Linked DNA regions of Mus musculus: region 2 is linked to region 1. Evidence: chromatin contacts called from public targeted proximity ligation data. All regions are on one chromosome and are shown on one strand. The core of a region is the stretch at or near the end of the contact, and the rest is flanking DNA. Distances in the headings are between cores, read along the strand shown. Region 1 has its middle 87 kb from the start of Prkg1. Region 2 holds the start of Sgms1 (sphingomyelin synthase 1).

The links.
Region 2: a contact with region 1 is called in a targeted proximity ligation map of pancreatic cancer cells. A contact is called at or near these places in 6 of 39 promoter capture datasets (the 3T3-L1 cell line, the HPC-7 cell line, embryonic stem cells and 3 more), 4 of 484 Hi-C or Micro-C datasets (cardiomyocytes and embryonic stem cells), 4 of 130 datasets of targeted methods (embryonic stem cells and pancreatic cancer cells) and 1 of 9 other capture datasets (embryonic stem cells).

Annotation. Positions count from the first base shown.
Region 1 is chr19:31,749,598-31,753,945 of GRCm38.p6, reverse strand. It overlaps a transcript of Prkg1 not described here. Among named protein-coding and RNA genes, the nearest start is that of Prkg1, 87 kb to the right of the region's middle.
Region 2 is chr19:32,386,561-32,390,908 of GRCm38.p6, reverse strand. Sgms1 (sphingomyelin synthase 1) reads left to right here and starts at 2,397. Exons shown (of 10, transcript NM_144792.5): 1 at 2,397-2,689. It overlaps 2700046G09Rik (RIKEN cDNA 2700046G09 gene), which reads right to left and starts at 1,693. Exons shown (of 2, transcript NR_033198.1): 1 at 1,533-1,693; 2 at 1-1,204.

The DNA of each region.
Region 1 (4,348 bases), core at 1,151-3,650:
ACTTATGGTCACAAGAACACACACTCCTTAAAGCGACACGATTTACGCGTCCCTCTATTTTTCAGATTTACAAATCCATGTAGCATCGATGCCTTTCTATGCGGTTTTGTAAATTGAGGAAAAATCCCCAGGCCCCAAGATGTGGCTTTGAAAGTAAGGCTGAAGTTGTATGCGTCTACTGCTCATATAACAAAGGCGTTCTGCAGGGATCGCAATGATTTGTTTTTCTTTGCATTAGAATAAAACTTTGATACTTGAAGGACTCTGAGGAACTTGCTCTCCCACTTGGGAAAATAACAAATTCCAAGTCTCTCTGCTACATTTTCTTTCTTTTTTTTTTTTTTTTTTTTTTAAGACTGGTGGGAAGATTTGGACATATATGGTATTGGAGTCACAGAGCAGATTTTACTTTTTATAGGCTAAGATTTCCATTACAGCCTCTCCTCCTTTCCCCCATCTCTCTCTGTTTTGTTTTGTTTTGTTTTGTTTTGTTTTTCTCTCTCTGTCAATGTTGAGATATTGATCTAGAGTTGGTGAGAGGTATGCTTACTAGTACTTATTTGAACGAGAATCCAATAATATGAATGATTTTATGAGTTTTACTTGGATTTCTGAAAAATTGCATTTATTTATTTGTATTATAAAAATGTGTGTGTTATATTTCAGCACGCGTGTGACATGGTACACATATGGAGGTCAGAGGACAGTTTATGGGAGAGGGTTAGCTCTCTTCTTCTATCATGTGGGTCCCAGATTTAAAAGGCTGGTTGTTAGTATTGGAGACAAGTGCTTTTATGCATGGATTTTAATCTCCTCTTTCCAATAAAATTAAAATAAGGGAAAGAAACCTTGAGAGGGTAGGCAGAAGAGAAATTTCAACTCAGTCTAATCCAGAAGTAGATAGTGACCAACACACTAATGGCCTTGATGTTCACAGGCTTGGAGAATTCTTTCACACACAGATTGTGTGACTTTACATAAACTACTTGTTTCCTTGAAGTTGATTTTGACTCTTTTGCAAAGACATGGATGGCGTTTCCTGTAAGCTTCATGTGCAGATATGGGCCAGGGCTGTGTGTGAATTCATGGTAAGCATAAAGCTCTCAGTGGATCACTAGCTCTCCCGTAAGAAAACCTTTACAGGGGCAGAAGGCTTCCCCAACAATTTGCTTTTGGAAGTCACTACTGCCCAGAATCGATTTTAGGAAATATCCTGTTCACCCTTGTGGATTAACAAACAAACATTGTGACAAACAAACGGGAGATCTGGAGGTTTTAAAGGAATCTGATGTGCCAACCACAGACGCTTGTTAGTGACTGATCTGTGGTTAGATGGCAAGTCCCTTATGTCTCCTATACTCACCCCTTTGAAAAGTATCTTAAACATAACACTAAGTGAACCAAGGGAGAGGAGGTGTGTGTAAACTGAAACAGGACAAGCAGAGATGACAAGATAAGGTGCTGTAACCGTGTCCTAATAAAATGTAAATGCGTACATATAAATATATATATATATATACACACATATACATATACACATACATGGATATGTTTATACACATATACAGTTTGACTTAGTGATGCAAATTACATGGACTGCTCATTGCCAGTTGTACACCCCTCTAACTCTAGAAGATTCTAGAAAAGCTGCTTCTCGAAGACTAGAGGCTTAAAGGAATTATTGCCACACATTGCTTATGAGGGATAGCAGTAAAGCAGGGATGCTGAGGGACTGCTTGCGTCAGATTTAGGAAGGACACAGAAGTGCCGGAAGGGTTGCTTAGAGAGCATGTCCTGCATAGCTGGGACATGACTGCAGCCACACTGTGGATAGTTGCACTTTCTTGCTTGGTTCCTTATTTTCCAGCTTTGTCCTTCTGTCCTCTCATTATCTATGTGTGCAGGCATGCTCTGAATTGCCAACCAGTGGCATTGCAGGATTGCAGAAAGAACTAGGGGCCATGCAGCTATCCCCACAGCACAGTAGATGCCTGTCTCCGTACCTGACAGCCATGGGGAAGAACGCTCTTACTGAATGCTCTGGCGTGTATCCCTATCTCTAGTTACCTTTAAGCTTGTACCTTTGAGAGTTCCCAGTGCCTGCTTGCAGTTTAGAGACTAATTTTTCATTACATCTGAGTTTTTCTATGTGAACAAATATTATTCTAGATTTCATTTCTCCCAGGGCAGCCTGATCGTTAGCATGTAGGAAGACATATGAAGTCGTTTGGAGATCAAAGAGCCATGTTCTGTGCTCTTAGACTGATGTCATACAAGAAAGCATATCCAAAGCTTTGGCCTCTTCAGTTGTTTAAAAAACCTCCCACGGTTGTTGACAGGCCTAAATGAGCTCACGCATGAGAAAGATTTAGCTGAGTGCCCTGTTCAGAGCAGTCATTCAACAAACGCAGCACTGACTGCCATTGTTTACCGTGTCTGACCTCATTCACCAAATATGTAACGTGCTTTTAACTCCGTGCCAGGAATGGACCCATGTGTGTTCCTGCCATATTTCTCAGCCCACACTTGGATCTACTTCTGCTCTCTGGAGTAGTTGTGACCCCATTTTAGAAGTCATTTCAGGAGTCACGGATGGGACGCTGCGTTGGCCACATTTAGGACTTACTTGATTTTCAGTCCCATCCACGGAAGAGTCTCTGTCCTTCTGGGCATGTTTCATACTCTTGCCTCTCACCACAGCTTTTTACAAACTTGTACTCTAGGAAGGAATTCTAGAAGCTCCTAGATAAACAGACTGAGCTGTGCTAGGGCCTGCTCTGTGGCTATGGGCTCTCTGAACCAAACAAACACGGATTTTCAGGTTTAGTTTGCCTGAGAGATTCAGCATCTGCATGGCTGAACCTTTGAAGACAGCTAGCTAGCTCACAAGATTTTAACCAGTTCTTTCTTTGGTTCTTCCCTCTTTTCTCTCTCCCTTTCCTCTCTCCCTTTCTTCCTTTCTTTCTTTCTTTCTTTCTTTCTTTCTTTCTTTCTTTCTTTCTTTCTTTCTTCCTTCCTTCCTTCCTTTCTTTCTTTCTTTCTTTTTCTTTCTCTCCCTCCCTCCCTCCCTCTCTTCCTTCCTTCCTCCCTTCCCTCTTCTTTCTCTTTCTTTCTTTCTTTCTTTCTTTCTTTCTTTCTTTCTTTCTTTCTTTCTTTCTTTCTTTCTTCCTTCCTTCCTTCCTTCCTTCTTCTCTTCTCTTCTCTTCTCTTCTCTTCTCTTTTCCTTTCTTTTTTCATTTATTCCTTCTTTCATTTTCTCTAGTCAAGTTTTCAATATTTCAGTATAAACAAAGTACAGCTACACACAGTATCGAGAATCAATGTGCTAGTGCTACTTTAACAAGGATCACATCATAGAGTGTTCTTGTTGCCTACGAAAACCTAGAGGACGCTTTCCATTATTCCCTTCCAGGCAGTACACATGCATGAATACAAAGGCCAAGATATGGAGGTGTGGGATTCCATAGCCCTGGATTTTAAGCTTCTGATATCGTATATTAGTCATATTGTTTAATGTCTCCAAGCTAGTCTCACCTCTGCAAAGTGAGACAAGACCCCCCCCCCCAACCCCACCCCGTTCCCAAGTCAGGGATGTCATTCAGAGGGACTTTTAGTTGATGGCATGGGAATATAAGAACTACTAATTAAGCTTAAGAATGCACATCTCAGACTCATATGAATTTATTTGTCCCTGTCCACAACCCCATGGCACTCTGCTGTGCTTCTAGTATTTGTTATGTTTCCATGAGCTCTGTGCACATTAGGAGACAGAGCTCAGATACATGACAGGGCATCCAAAAGCTCATTGGAAGAACGCCGGTCTCAGGGCTCTTCTACTGTATAGCATGATAATCCACAGTGGGTCTGCATGGAGAAAACTAGGCATTGTGAGATCTTCTGATCTTTTTAAAATTGCAGTGCACATGAAAGTACTTACAGTATCAAAAGGCCCCATTTCCAGGATGGGGGGTGATTTAGATACCCTCCCAAATGTGTGCCTGACCTCCTCAAGAGAACTGCATTTGTAGGAATGTCCAGAAAGGCCTGTGTCCGCACACACTATAACTTGGGTCTGGTCAAGCCAATGATTAGTGAGTTTGATATTACAGAAATTTGTGTTTTTGTAGTTTGGGCAGTGGGCATCAAGTAGTTCAGATTCAAGGTGTCAGCAGGGATGTGGTGTCATTGAAGGCTAGCAGGGAGGCTCTTTTCCTGGTGTTTGGAGGCTGCTGACCATCTTGGGCCTTCTGTGACTTGTGCTCATAGGTCTCCACTGTCTACCTTCTTTATTTCTGCACAGTTGTCTTCCACAGTGGTTGAGTCTATGTCTCCCACTTGTGAAAACACA
Region 2 (4,348 bases), core at 1,148-3,647, 640 kb before region 1:
TGATTATTATTATTTTTTGTACAGTGACTGACTTAAAAGTATGCCAACTCTGAAGCATCTCTTATGACCACGCCATTCAAGTTACTTTCAAGGCGAGGATTTCTCTCTAGATTACCATCCCTATATTTACTTAAAGCTCTGTTATGTATATTTTATGTGTGCCTTTTCTAAGAACCACTTTCTGAAATTGGAGTGAAATTTGGAGTATAAAATACTTGTATACTCTGCCCTTTTCATGTATTAGGAATACTCCTAAAACTTTCATAGAAAAATGTTTTCTTTTTCCTAAAAAACATTTCAAAGATACAGGGAGGGGGGAGGGGAAGAAAAACTAAACTAACTCTAATGCCTGGGACACACTTGTAACAAGTGTGTGTGGGGTGGGGAGGGAGAATTTTAAAGTCTGGATTCCATGACCTGCCAGGCAGCAGCTCGCTTGCTTTGACCTTGGTTACAGCAAATGCAAAGTAACACTGCAAAGAGCCAGCGGCTGTCCAGTACTTACTTCAAGACAGCAAGCCTCCTTTTTTTCCCTCTTAGGTGCAAACTGATGAAAATAACCAGCGGGGCTACTATAATCTCAGCCACTCCCTTGCTCTTGGTTGACACTCAAATAGAGCAGGTTAGTGGGTTGTCATTTAAAAGCAGTATGCGTCAGGCCACCCTTTCTTATCTCCCTGAGAAGTGCGATAGCATAGTGTCCTAAGGTGAAGAGGCCGGAGGTGCAGGAGAGGACAAGACCTTTAAGAGCTCACACAGGAGCAGACACATTTTAAATCCGATTTTTCACTGTATTTGGGGACAGAGGACGCTAAATTTTCAGCACCATACACGAAAAAGGGTCTCTACTGCTTAGGGAAAGCGGCCATCAGATTCACCTTGGGAGCTTGTTAACCAGGTTTCAGGACCGACCCCACTAGTGGCGTTTCTGATTCTGTAGGTTTAGGTGTGGTCGTGAATGTGTCGTTCTAACGAATTCTCGGGTAATGAGGATGCGGGCCCAGAGATTCCAGGACCCCAGGTGACACCATCACCATCCAAGCTAACCAGCAGCAGGAGAAAAGCATGGAGGAGAGCGACGGCTGTCCAAACATCTTTCGCCACCTTCATCCTCCGTCGCCGGGAATGGGTCAGAACAGGGAAGCAGCAGGAGGAGCGATGCCAGCGCCTTAGGAACGGGAACTCCTCTTCCCAACTTCCGCCCCTGGGGAAAAGCAGAAGCCATCAGCTCCAAGAGAGCGGCTCTCCAATTCTTAGCCGTTAGGTTCTGGCTCTGGAGACAGCCGGTCCTCCCGGTGTCACCGGCGTCGCAGTACCCTCGCTGTACCCCCGCTGTAGACTGGCGGACTGCATGCAGGTGAGGGCGGGGGCCTGTGCCTGGTGGGGAGGCAAATGGACTAGAGTCTGCCCGGATCCCGGACCCTTCTTCGTCTACGGCCCCGGAGAGCTGAAGATGGCTGCCCCGGAGCTCCGCGGACAGTCACGTGTCTCGCAGGCACGGCCGTTCCCCCCTCCCCGCCCCCAGACCAGACCCTGCAGGGTAGCGCGTCCCGGGCGACCCATGCCACGGTGGTACGAGCGGTCGGCCCAGAAGGCCGGAGCTACTGGAGGCTGCTGTCTCTGCCGCGAGATCACCGTCCTGGTACCGGGTTCCACTGCCCGAGCTGGAGATCTGCCGGCGACCCGCACCCCGTGGGGCCATTGGGCATGCGCAGTGCTCCGGCCCTGGTGCGGCGCTCTCCAGGTTTTCGCCGCAGCTCCGAGAGGCGGCGGGAGGTGGGGCCCGGACGGACTAGGGGGGAGGGCCCGGTTCTTCCCGAGAACTCCTGGGCCTTCACGCTGCCTGGGGCTGCGCGATTTAGGAAGCCTGCAGACCCCTGATTTGGGGGGGGGGGGGGGGGGGAGATGGTGGTTTTAAGGATTAGAGCTTCGGAAAAATGTCCCGAAGAGTTTGAGGTTCATCCATTTTAAATGATCAATCATAAGGGAGTCACAAGTGTCGCAGCTCTTGGGCTTGGTGGGAAAGAAAATGCCAGTGTAGTTCGCCAACAGCTGTCCCCGTAGGTAGTTTCACCAAGGCTGAGTTTGTGTCCCCAACCTTCTAGCCGCCTTTTGCCGCACAACTCTCGGGCTGGCTCCTAATAGGGCTTCTGATCCCGGAGGATGAAACCCACCATCTTTCTCTTCTCGTGGTTGGGGGGTGGTGGGGGCGAAAGGGAACCGCATCTCCAGTTCCCGTTTCTAGAAACAAAAAGGACTCCCCCCCCCCCCCGTCCCCACCCCCAGCACACCCCACGGCCAGCTGTCCTGCGGGACTCAGCTGGGTCCCTGGTCGAGCGTCCGCGGTCCCCGCCCCCTGGCCGCCGGGAACACCCGGAGGAACGGACTGGCGTCGCGCGGGAAGCCGACCCGGCTCCGCCGCGGACTGGGCATGCTCGGCAGCCCGAGGTTCCAAGTCAGAAGCCTTCTCGCCAGCTCGGCGGCGGCCGGAGCAGCGGCGGCGGGCTGCCGGCTGGACGGGAGCAGGGAGAGCCGGTTCGGGCGGGCTGCTCGTCCCGGGAGCCTGGCACGCGGACGGGAGAGCGGGATCGGGTGCAGAGTCCGCACGCCGCCCTGCCCCGGTTTCGTTCCGCGGCGCGGGGCTCGGCGCGTGGAAAGAATTCCGGCGGCTGCCACGACTCGCGTGCAAGTGAGTCGCGGGGCGGGGGTGGAGGGCCGGCCTCCGGGTCGCGAGCGGCTGGATCTGACCCGAGTCTCTCGGGCCAGGCCTGACCTCGGTTGACGGCGGGCGGGCAGCCGGGGCGAGGGGGCGTGAGCGCATACCGCGCGGTGTCGCGCGTACCTGGCGTGCGGTCCCCCGCGGCCGCTCGTGGGGGTGGGCGCGGGGGAGCGCTCTGGCGGCCGCGATCCCGGCTCCGAGGGGGCGGGCCGCCGGCGGGGCTCCCCCGCCAACTTGGGCGGGGAGGAAGGAGGAGGCGTCCGTGGGCACCTTTCCGAGGTGCTGCGTGCGGGCTGGAAGGCTGCCTGGTGTCACATTGAGGCGAGCGGACGGTAGCGGGGCCTGAGAGCCCGGGACTGAGGACCTTTCCAGGTGGAAGCCAGCCAGAGGTCCCGTAGTGCTTAGGGGTGGACCCCCAAAATCACAGCCCCACCCCCACAACCCTGGGCGGCAGAGTGACAGTTGGTACCTCCTGGCCTGATCGCAGCGGGGCCAAGAGTCCGCGGCTTTGGGATTCCCTTCAGCACGGCCCCTCGATGACCCCCAACGGCATAACAGGTGGGACCCCCCTTCCCGGAGGAGCGAGCCCCTTCCTTCCCAGGCGGTGTAACAGCCCCTGGCTCGCGACTATTCTGAGACCCCGCGTGTCCTCACCGCGTGGGGGTGTTAAAGGGTAAGGCCTGCAGGGGCATCTGCGTAGCTCTGGACGCGGTTCGTCCAGAGAATGAGGGGTCTGAGTGATCATAGGCGACTTGTCAAGGGCACATCAGTGGTAGCAGCGCTGCCTCTGCCCGGATTTTAAACCCACACTCCAACTGTCTTCCTTTGGTGGCCCCGGTGTCCTGGTCCATCTAACGGATTCTGGATAATGCTTGATCCTTTTTGACTGCCGGGCTAACAGTCGGGGTGGAGGATGCTATTGACCTGGGGAGCTGAGAGAATCCGGGCAGGTGCTTCTCGGATGTTTCATTTCACCTTCAGACAGGACCGAGTTCAGCGCTACACACATAAAAAAGACAGAAGGCTGGTTTCTGACGGGAAGTTTATTTTCAGTGTTCTGAGGCCTGCCTTCTGTCATCGCTTTCCTGAAATTTACCTTCTTCAGATTGGGGGTGTTTCTAGTTGGCTACCTGGTTATGGAAGTCGTGAATGCCTGTCTTGGTGTGCTGTCTGTCAACTCCTTACGCCTTGCCTTCTGGCACTAGGGGCTGAACATCAGCAGGGGTGGGGGCCAAGGGAGCAGAAAGGAGTGAGATTGATGAGGTCTGATCCTGGTGGAAGTTGCCTTCGATTTGGGAGGCAGTTTGGGTCTGAGGAGGCAGGGGAGAGGATGTCCAGGCGTTTCATTGGTCAGAGTGTTAAGTGTCCAAGGAAAAAGCCAGCTGGGGTTGGGTGCCGATGTGGTCAGTTTTTTTTTTTTTTTTTTTAAGGGAAGCCCAGGGATGTTTGGTGATTCAGCAGGTGGCAGGTTTCCAGCTCTGAAGCCTTGCCTTGGCCAAGCAAGCCAGCAAGCAAGCTGCAGAGCCTGTGCCCGCAGCTGGCGGTACCTAACTTTGGGGAAACCTCCCGGAGTGGCCTTCTTATGTGCACCAAGTCTTCCTTCTTGTTTTGCTTCCTGTTTCCTTCTGG